Regions from separate parts of the Sus scrofa genome. Here region 1 is linked to region 2. A link is a contact called in public HiChIP or PLAC-seq data. All regions are on one chromosome and are shown on one strand. The core of a region is the stretch at or near the end of the contact, and the rest is flanking DNA. Distances in the headings are between cores, read along the strand shown.

What was found. HiChIP or PLAC-seq counts read pairs in DNA pulled down with a chosen protein or histone mark.
Region 1: an H3K27ac HiChIP or PLAC-seq map of skeletal muscle shows a contact between it and region 2, with 14 times the contacts expected there. The contact joins the promoter of ENOSF1 here to the promoter of NDC80 in region 2. A contact is called at or near these places in 1 of 5 promoter capture datasets (liver) and 1 of 2 datasets of contacts at active chromatin or transcription factors (skeletal muscle).

What each region holds. Positions count from the first base shown.
Region 1 is chr6:105,611,715-105,615,679 of Sscrofa11.1, reverse strand. ENOSF1 (enolase superfamily member 1) reads right to left here and starts at 2,422. Exons shown (of 16, transcript NM_001243617.1): 1 at 2,294-2,422. The coding sequence starts at 2,377.
Region 2 is chr6:104,054,041-104,057,796 of Sscrofa11.1, reverse strand. NDC80 (kinetochore protein NDC80 homolog) reads left to right here and starts at 2,012. Exons shown (of 17, transcript XM_013999249.2): 1 at 2,012-2,171; 2 at 3,473-3,582. The coding sequence starts at 3,482. It overlaps METTL4 (methyltransferase-like protein 4), which reads right to left and starts at 1,966. Exons shown (of 11, transcript XR_002345043.1): 1 at 1,626-1,966.

The DNA.
Region 1 (3,965 bases), core at 1,173-3,672, 1.6 Mb before region 2:
TGGGATCCCGTGTTGCTGTGGCTGTGGTGTGGGCTGGCAGCTACAGCTCCGATTCAACCCCTAGCCTGGGAACCTCCATATGCCGTGGGTTTGGCCTTAAAAAGACAAAAAAAAAAAAAAAAAAAAAAAAACCATGAGGGAATCAGCGTACAGCACACACATCTCTGGGACACAATATTCAAGTATTCATGAGCTTGCAGTGCAGGTATCAGGTACAATCTCTCCTGACCCCAAGGCCATAAATCACTCAGGCCAGAGACAAATTTCGTTTCTTATTCCATAGTAAGCCAGCAGCCTTAATACTTCACAAATTCAAAGAGGAAGGTGGAGGTCAGGGACTCTTCTGCTTCAGTTTCTTCATATGCAAATAGTAATTACAGCTACATTTATCGATGGCCTTCTCTGTGTCGGGCTCTCTACATGCATCGCATCTACATGTAGAAGGCTGATATTGTTATACCATTTTACAGATGAGAAAGCCTAGGCCTGGAGAGATTGTGCGGTTTCCTCCTACCTGCCCCCCACTTCAGAAGGGTGGAAGGGGCTGCACTAGGTCAGGCGTTGTATTTGACAAGCTCATAAAATTTCAAAAGATTTGTTTGGAGATTCACAAAAGATCACCCAATGGGTGTTTTTTTGTCATTTACCATAATATCAAATGAGAAAGGACACATAAGGGTTTTTAAAGCAGGAAGAATTTATTCTCAGAATAAAAGACATTCTTTAAAGTAACTTCAGGACTTCCCTTGTTGCTCACAGCATAACTACTCAGCACTGCTTCTGCAGTGGCTGTGGTTGGATCCCTGGCTGGGGAACTTCCAGGTGCCGTCAAGTGTTTAAAAAAAAAAAAAAAAGGAGTTCCCATCATGGGTCAGTGGTTAAGGAATCTGACTAGGAACCATGAGGTTGCGGGTTCAATCCCTGGCCTTGCTCAGTGGGTTGAGGATCTGGCATTGCTATGAACTGCGGTGTAGGTCGCAGACGCGGCTTGGATCTGGTGTTGCTGTGGCTGTGGTGTAGGCCAGCAGCTGCAATTCCAATTAGACCTCTAGCCTGGGAACCTCCATGTGCCGTGGGAGCAGCCCTAGAAAAGGCAAAAAGACAAAATAAAAATAAAAATTAAATAAAAAGAACTTCAGCATCTTTTTTTTTTTTTTTTTTTTTTTTTTTTTTTTTTTTTTTTTAGGGCCACACCCGCAGCATGTGGAAGTTCCTAGGCTAGGGGTGGAATTGGAGCTATAGCTGCTGGCCTACACCACAACCACAGCATTAGGGGATCCTTAACTCACTGAGTGGGGCCAGGGATGGAACCTGAGTCCTCACAGATACTAGTGGGGCTCGTTACCACGGAGCCAGGACAGGAACTCCAACTTCAGCACTTTTTAACAAGAAACCACTTCAAGTACACCAAGGACAAGGAATGTGAGGAACATCCACCCAGCTCAAAAGTACAGTTAAAGTCAGTCCTGAGGTATCCATTCCCCACCCCCTACAAGTAATGGGTAATCATTATCCTAAATTGGATGCTTCCCATGTTCATTACATAACCACACTTTTCTAGTGTGGCCATTCATGAGTGGGCCTGGAAGGGCAGTGTCCCAGGGACAGGCTGGAGGAGACCCTGCACAGGGCTCATGTGTTTGGGAAATACTGCACTTGAAGGTGGTGCTGGTGTGGGGTGTCTCAGAGCAAAAATGTCCTTCAGTGTGTACTTTACTGCATTTCCACAGATTGACATCTGCTTAACTGTTCACAGTGACACATCCTCTCTATTCATGTTTTCAGCCTCCTCTCAAACCACCTGTTACTACGAGCTTGTTTGGTCTCCCAGGCAGACTGTGAATTGTTCATTTCACAGATAAGCCCAAGAAGCACAGAGAGGTTAGGATCTTCTGGTCACTGCAAATTGTGGCAGAGGCAGGATCACCACCTAAATCACCCTGCCAGGGGCTTTCTGGTCTCTACCACCGCGAACCATGTCAAGTCTAAGGTTTGATGGGGAGACACCACCACCGTTTTGCTGTTGTTGCATATCATGCACTCCATTTCCAGCAAAATGCAAGTCATAAAAGTAAAAACAGGAAATACTAAACTCCAGCAAAGCAAAAAACAATAAGAAAAAAATAAAACCTAGGAGAGTGTAGAATCTCTAAAAACTTTCATTCCCCTTCCCGGCCTCTCCACTCACAAAAGCAACAGTTCCAAAGTTGGGAACCTTTCCAGGACCACGGGGTGCCCGGCGCCAAGGAGGGCCCTGGCGTCGATGAGACCAGAGGCATTGGGCAGCACCTACCATAGCGTCTGAGCCGTGGCCCTCGAGAGACGTGGGGAAGCGCAAGTCGTGGACCGAGAGTCGGGAGATCCTGCCACGCACCATGTCGCCCTGTGTCGGGGAGACGCCAACCCTGCAGGACACTGTGTGCGCAGCTGAAAGGGTGCACAGCCGGAAGGGTGCACAGCCGGGCTTGGCGGGGGCTGATTGGCCGCGCAGCCCGGGGGCGTGGCCGCGCTCGAGAACTTGGCCCGACCCAAGGGGCCAGCTCAGCTCTAGGTCCTCGATTCGCGATTCTTTGCGCCAAGTTCCCGTCCCGCAGTGGGGGTGCTGCCTACTGCCACCCTGCCCGCCCCCAGGTAGACTCGCTCAGGGTCTCGGCTGACCCCACACCGAGTCAGTGCCCCAGCAGGACCCTGCTCCACCCAGACTAGAAACTAGCAAAGTGACCGTACCCAGAGCAGCACCCTGGAAGAAGCCGAGTCTGGTCAGAGTGCAATCCGCAGATTCGGCCCTGGGCTCAATTCCTGACCTCAGTCTGCAGGTCCATGCGGCTCAGCCAGGACAGCCTTGTGCTGGAAAATCCTGTGTCTTTAAGTGACCTCAGCCTGTTTGATAAATTAAGAGGTGGGTCACCATTTATTACATCCCTGCTGATGCAGTACTTTGAATACTTTACCTCTTATCCCCCAACACTGCAAGGAAGGCAGGTCATGCCCATTTTATTGGTGAATTGGGGATTCAGAGAGATTAAGTGATGTAAATTATTTGCCCAAAGCCACATAGCTAGTTAAGTGTCCTGGCTGCAAACTCAAGGGCTCTTAGAGTTGCAGGGACTCTGAGGCTCAAAGCTGTAGCATCCCTTTGACAACACGGTGGAGGCTATGGACATCTCCCCCCACCAAGTGTGCACACAGTAAGTTTTATATTATTTTTTGGGGGGTGAGGTCACAACCCCTTGCCTTGTACCACCACTGAGGACTGTTTGGAGGGTTAAATGTTTGGGAGGCAATACTATATAGGTAAGAGTCCATTGAAATGTGTTCTTGAGGGTGTGGCAGGGGTGTTCTCAGGGATACCCAGGTTATCTGCTGCTCAAGGATGCATACATATAGCCCTGTTGGATGAATTCCTTGGCTCAGGACTGAGATGGTTAACTTAGATGCCTACCGGGGCTAGGTAGGCACCAGGATGCAAGGGGGTAAGAAACAGGCAATTGCCGCAGCTAAGGGTTAGCCAGTCAGCTCCAGCTGATTATGACCCTGTGAGAATTGGAGGCCAGATGGCTGCATCTTACCATTTTCCAAGTGAAGTCTGAAATGCAAATGTTAATAGGAAATAGCCCTTCTTTTCCCTTGTCCTGCCCTACTCATGTGCCATATGGAGATAACTTTACACATGGATCAACATTAATTCTCGTGTTACCCATTTGTTTACCACTACTATTTCCTGCTTTCTTGATTTTTTGGGGGGAGGCATGTGGCCAGAATATAGGCTCAGTTCATTTTTTTTCAGAATGGGTCTCTGGCCTAGGTGATATATTCTGAGTATTTTGGGTTCTGAAGATGTCTTTTTCTTTCAGATTTGAATGGTTTTATTGTATAGAATTCTTAGTTCAAGAATGAATACTTTTTAATGTTAAGTCGGAGTTCCTGTCGTGGCGCAGCAGAAACAAATCCAACTAGGAACCATG
Region 2 (3,756 bases), core at 763-3,262:
TCTATACAACCTCCTGCTTAGTACTTAGATCTAGCTACTAGGTCTACACCCTCCAAGTCAGGAAGACACTTAATCCTTAAAAGATGACTGTCTTGCAAAGCAAAGAATAAACACTACACTACCTATGAGAATTCAGCCTTTTTAATGAGCTAAACCTAGAGAAGGTCACAGAATTTCCAGAGGAGTTGTTAGCACATCAGCCTTTGTTTTTTCAAACTACATTTGCCATAGTAAGTGGGCCCATTCTGCAGTCTCACTACTCTACTACTCACTGCTAACAATGTGGTGCAGAAAGGGCAAAAAGCAGAGTAAAATGCAATATTTTTTTTTTCTGTCTTTTGAGGGCCGCACCCGCAGCATATGGAGGTTCCCAGGCTAGGGGTCATATCGGAGCTGTAGCTGCTGCCCTACGCCACAGCAAAGCCAGATCCGAGTTTTGTCTGCAACCTACACCACAGCTTCCAGCAACACCAGATCCTTAACCCACTGAGCAAGTCCAGGGATCAAATCCGCAACCTCATGGCACCTAGTCGGATTCATTTCCACTGAGCCACGACGGAAACTCCAAAAATGCAATTTTTAATAGCACATCAGAAGCACTAACCCCTAGCAAAATGGCAAGGTTAAGAGTCCAGATCTGTAACTGGTTCTGAGCAGTTCTCTTCCGGCAATAAGGCTTTTCAAAACTTCCTTATCTTTTTTTTTTAACAGTTTTTAAAGTTGAAGTATAGTTAATTTACAATGCTGTGTTAGCTTCAGGTGTACTGCAAAGTGACTCTTTTTCAGGTTCCTTTCCATTATAGGTTATTACAAGACATGTACTATAGTTCCCTGTGCAATACAGTAGGTCCTTGTTAAGTCTACTTAATACATACTACTGTGTATTTGTTAATCCCAAACTACTAGTTTGTCTCCTTCCCCCATCCCCCTCTGATAACCATAAAATTGTTTTCTAAGTCTGTGAGTCTGTTTTTTAAATAAAGAACTACCTTATCTTTTCTCTAAAAGAAGGCTTTTAGTTCTGGATTGCTTATTAAATCTGGTGTAGTGGAAAACTTAAGAGGAGAAGAGAATAAGAAATACATCAAGTGATTAACAGTAGTTAATAACAGTAGCATTTAGATTTAAAATCTAACTCCGTATATTAGCAGTACGACCACGGACAAGTTACTTGATCTCAGTGAGCCTTAATTTCATCATTTTTAGGACATCTCAGAGGGCAGTTCAGAGAATTAAATGAGATAATCGACAAGAAGTGTTTGTTGTGCAAGGTGTCTGACACAAAGCAAGTGCTCAAATAAATGCTACGGATGATGGTAATTCTGTTCTCAATCCTCCCTTCCGAGTCATTACTTGGGGTGAAGAGGTCCTGAAATTGTAGTGATAGCTAGAACGTCGACAGAAGACTGAAACTCGGCCAGGAAAGGTGACGTGCCCCAAATTAAGTGCACTTCTCCCTCCTATTTGGCCTCACACCGGGTCCCTCCACCTCCTCGCAGGCCGCCACTAGAGGGCCGTAGAGCCCCAGACAGCAGTGCAGCTCTGAGCGTGAACCCTGGTGGCCGCCTCCATAGCGCGACCCTCGGAGCCGACTGCTCCCACAGCAGGCCGTCACTGTCTCCTACCTCACCGCCTCCCTCGTCAGAACAGTGCACGCCGCCTTCCCAGACTTCCTTCCTGAAACAGCACCCAGCTAAACAGTGGTCTTGAAAGACACTCCTTTCAGAGCATAAGCAAAAAAAAAAAAAAAAAAAAAAATCTCCTTTTCTAAGAGTCAGCAGGAGCGGCCCTGCTGCTGTACGGAAAAAGCGTTCCAGGGCTGCTTGGAGCGCTAAGCTCGCTACCCAAGGGCTTAGAGCGCCTGGGTCCTTGGAGCTAAATACAGGAATCGGGCCAAACTCCATAGAAGACACTTCAGAGACATTAGACGCCAGTGCGCCCCGTGAGGCGGCAGGGCGCCACCGTCACGCAAAGTTCCGGCGCGCGGGATTTGCGCACGCGCGCGCACGTCAGCGCGATGACGTCAGCGCCGGCGGAGATTTTAAAATTCGAACGGCACGGGCGGGAGCAGAAAGGAGTTAGTGTTTTGGCTGCCACTGTCCGTTTTAGCTGGCAATTGCACGGTTTACAGAGATTCGGCTGCCGGGTCGTGTCAGGAAGCTGGAAGAAAGGTGACTAATGACTTCAGGTTAATTTCGTTCCGGCAGTTCTGGTCTGGAGGGGGAACGCTAGGGCAACAACCCGTTAAATTCGGAGGCCTGGAGGACGGCGTTCTGGTGTTTGCTCTCCTAACTCGCCTCCGGCCGAATCTATGCCAGGCGCTAGTTTCCCGGAGTCCAGTAAATTTCTAATGGCGGTGATTTCCTAAAGGAGAAAGGAAGGGTCAAGGGGACACTAGTGGTAAGAAGAGGGAATGGAGAAAGGAAAAGGGGATTAACTGATGGAAGCAGAGAGAGGAAGAACAAGATGAGGGACTGTTTGGTGTGTTGCGTTTGAGATACTAGTGTAACATCCTGGTGGCCATGTAAGGAATACATCTGGAAGTCTCAGTCTCAGATTTTAAGAGTACATTTTAACTGGAGATTGGTAGTGGACCTAAAGATATAGATGAGAGTGGAAAAGTTTAATAGATGCAGAAGCGTATACTGGAGACGAAATAGTTGGCCAAAGAGGAAAAGAGTGCAGTCAGTTGAAAAGACAAAGGTGAGCCCAGAGATGTAGAAGGATTACCACAAATGTCCACTTTCCTGGAAACCAGGGAAGGATCTGGAAGAACTCGGTGTATAGTGTCTAATGCCTCAGAGCTAAGTTAGGATCAAAAGATTTGTTAATCAAGAGTATCCCAGGCAGGAGGCAACCGTTTCAGTAACTGGGAAGGGGGTGAGGTACGACTGTGGTCTCAGAAAATGGAAGCAGTCTGTAGACCAGATAATTTATCCTTGATGAAGGGAGATTGAAGCAAGAGAGGCAGAAATTGAAGAATATAAGTGGGAGACAGAGCAAGAGAGATGGATGTTAGGAAAAGCAAACAGAATGGCTCTATTCTGAGACAGAAGAAAAGGAAACAGGTAGTTCTTTTCAGGTAGCCTCTAACTCCCCACTGAGAGGCACAGCCAACAGTAGTGATGTGGTCTGAGTTAGGATGCAGAGTTTTAACTACCATAAATACCCTTGTGAAGGTAGGAGTCATAACTAACCTTTGTATTGTTTGCATTGCTTTGCATGCTTCCTGGTACATGGTAGGCAGTAAGTGTTTATGTGTGTTGAATACTTTTAAATGGAGTTAGATAGATATTCCCTGCAAATGAGGACTTCACCTTACACGAACAAGTAAAGATAGCCCAGGAAAGATTATCTTGAAGAAATGATGACACTTGGCTGCCTTTCTCTTTGAGGATACAAATAATTGTTGGTGCTTAACATACCACCTATGTCTGGAAAGACCTTTTTAATACCAAATTCATGAATGCAGGTTATAAGCATGAAACGAAGTTCAGTTTCCACCGGTGGTGCTGGACGCCTCTCTATGCAGGAATTAAGATCCCAGGACTTAAACAAACAAGGCCTCCATACCCCTCAAACGTGAGTACCTCATGCCTTATTGTCTTTGGCAAAGAAATTTGTAAAGATGGTTAATACAAAGACGTAGTATGAGTGGTGTGATGGATCTTGTCTGTTCTCAGTAGGACCTAATTTGGAGTCCCTGAAGGCTAAAAGTGGGCATGTTACTAGATGTTGTATTTTTTCCTCATTTGT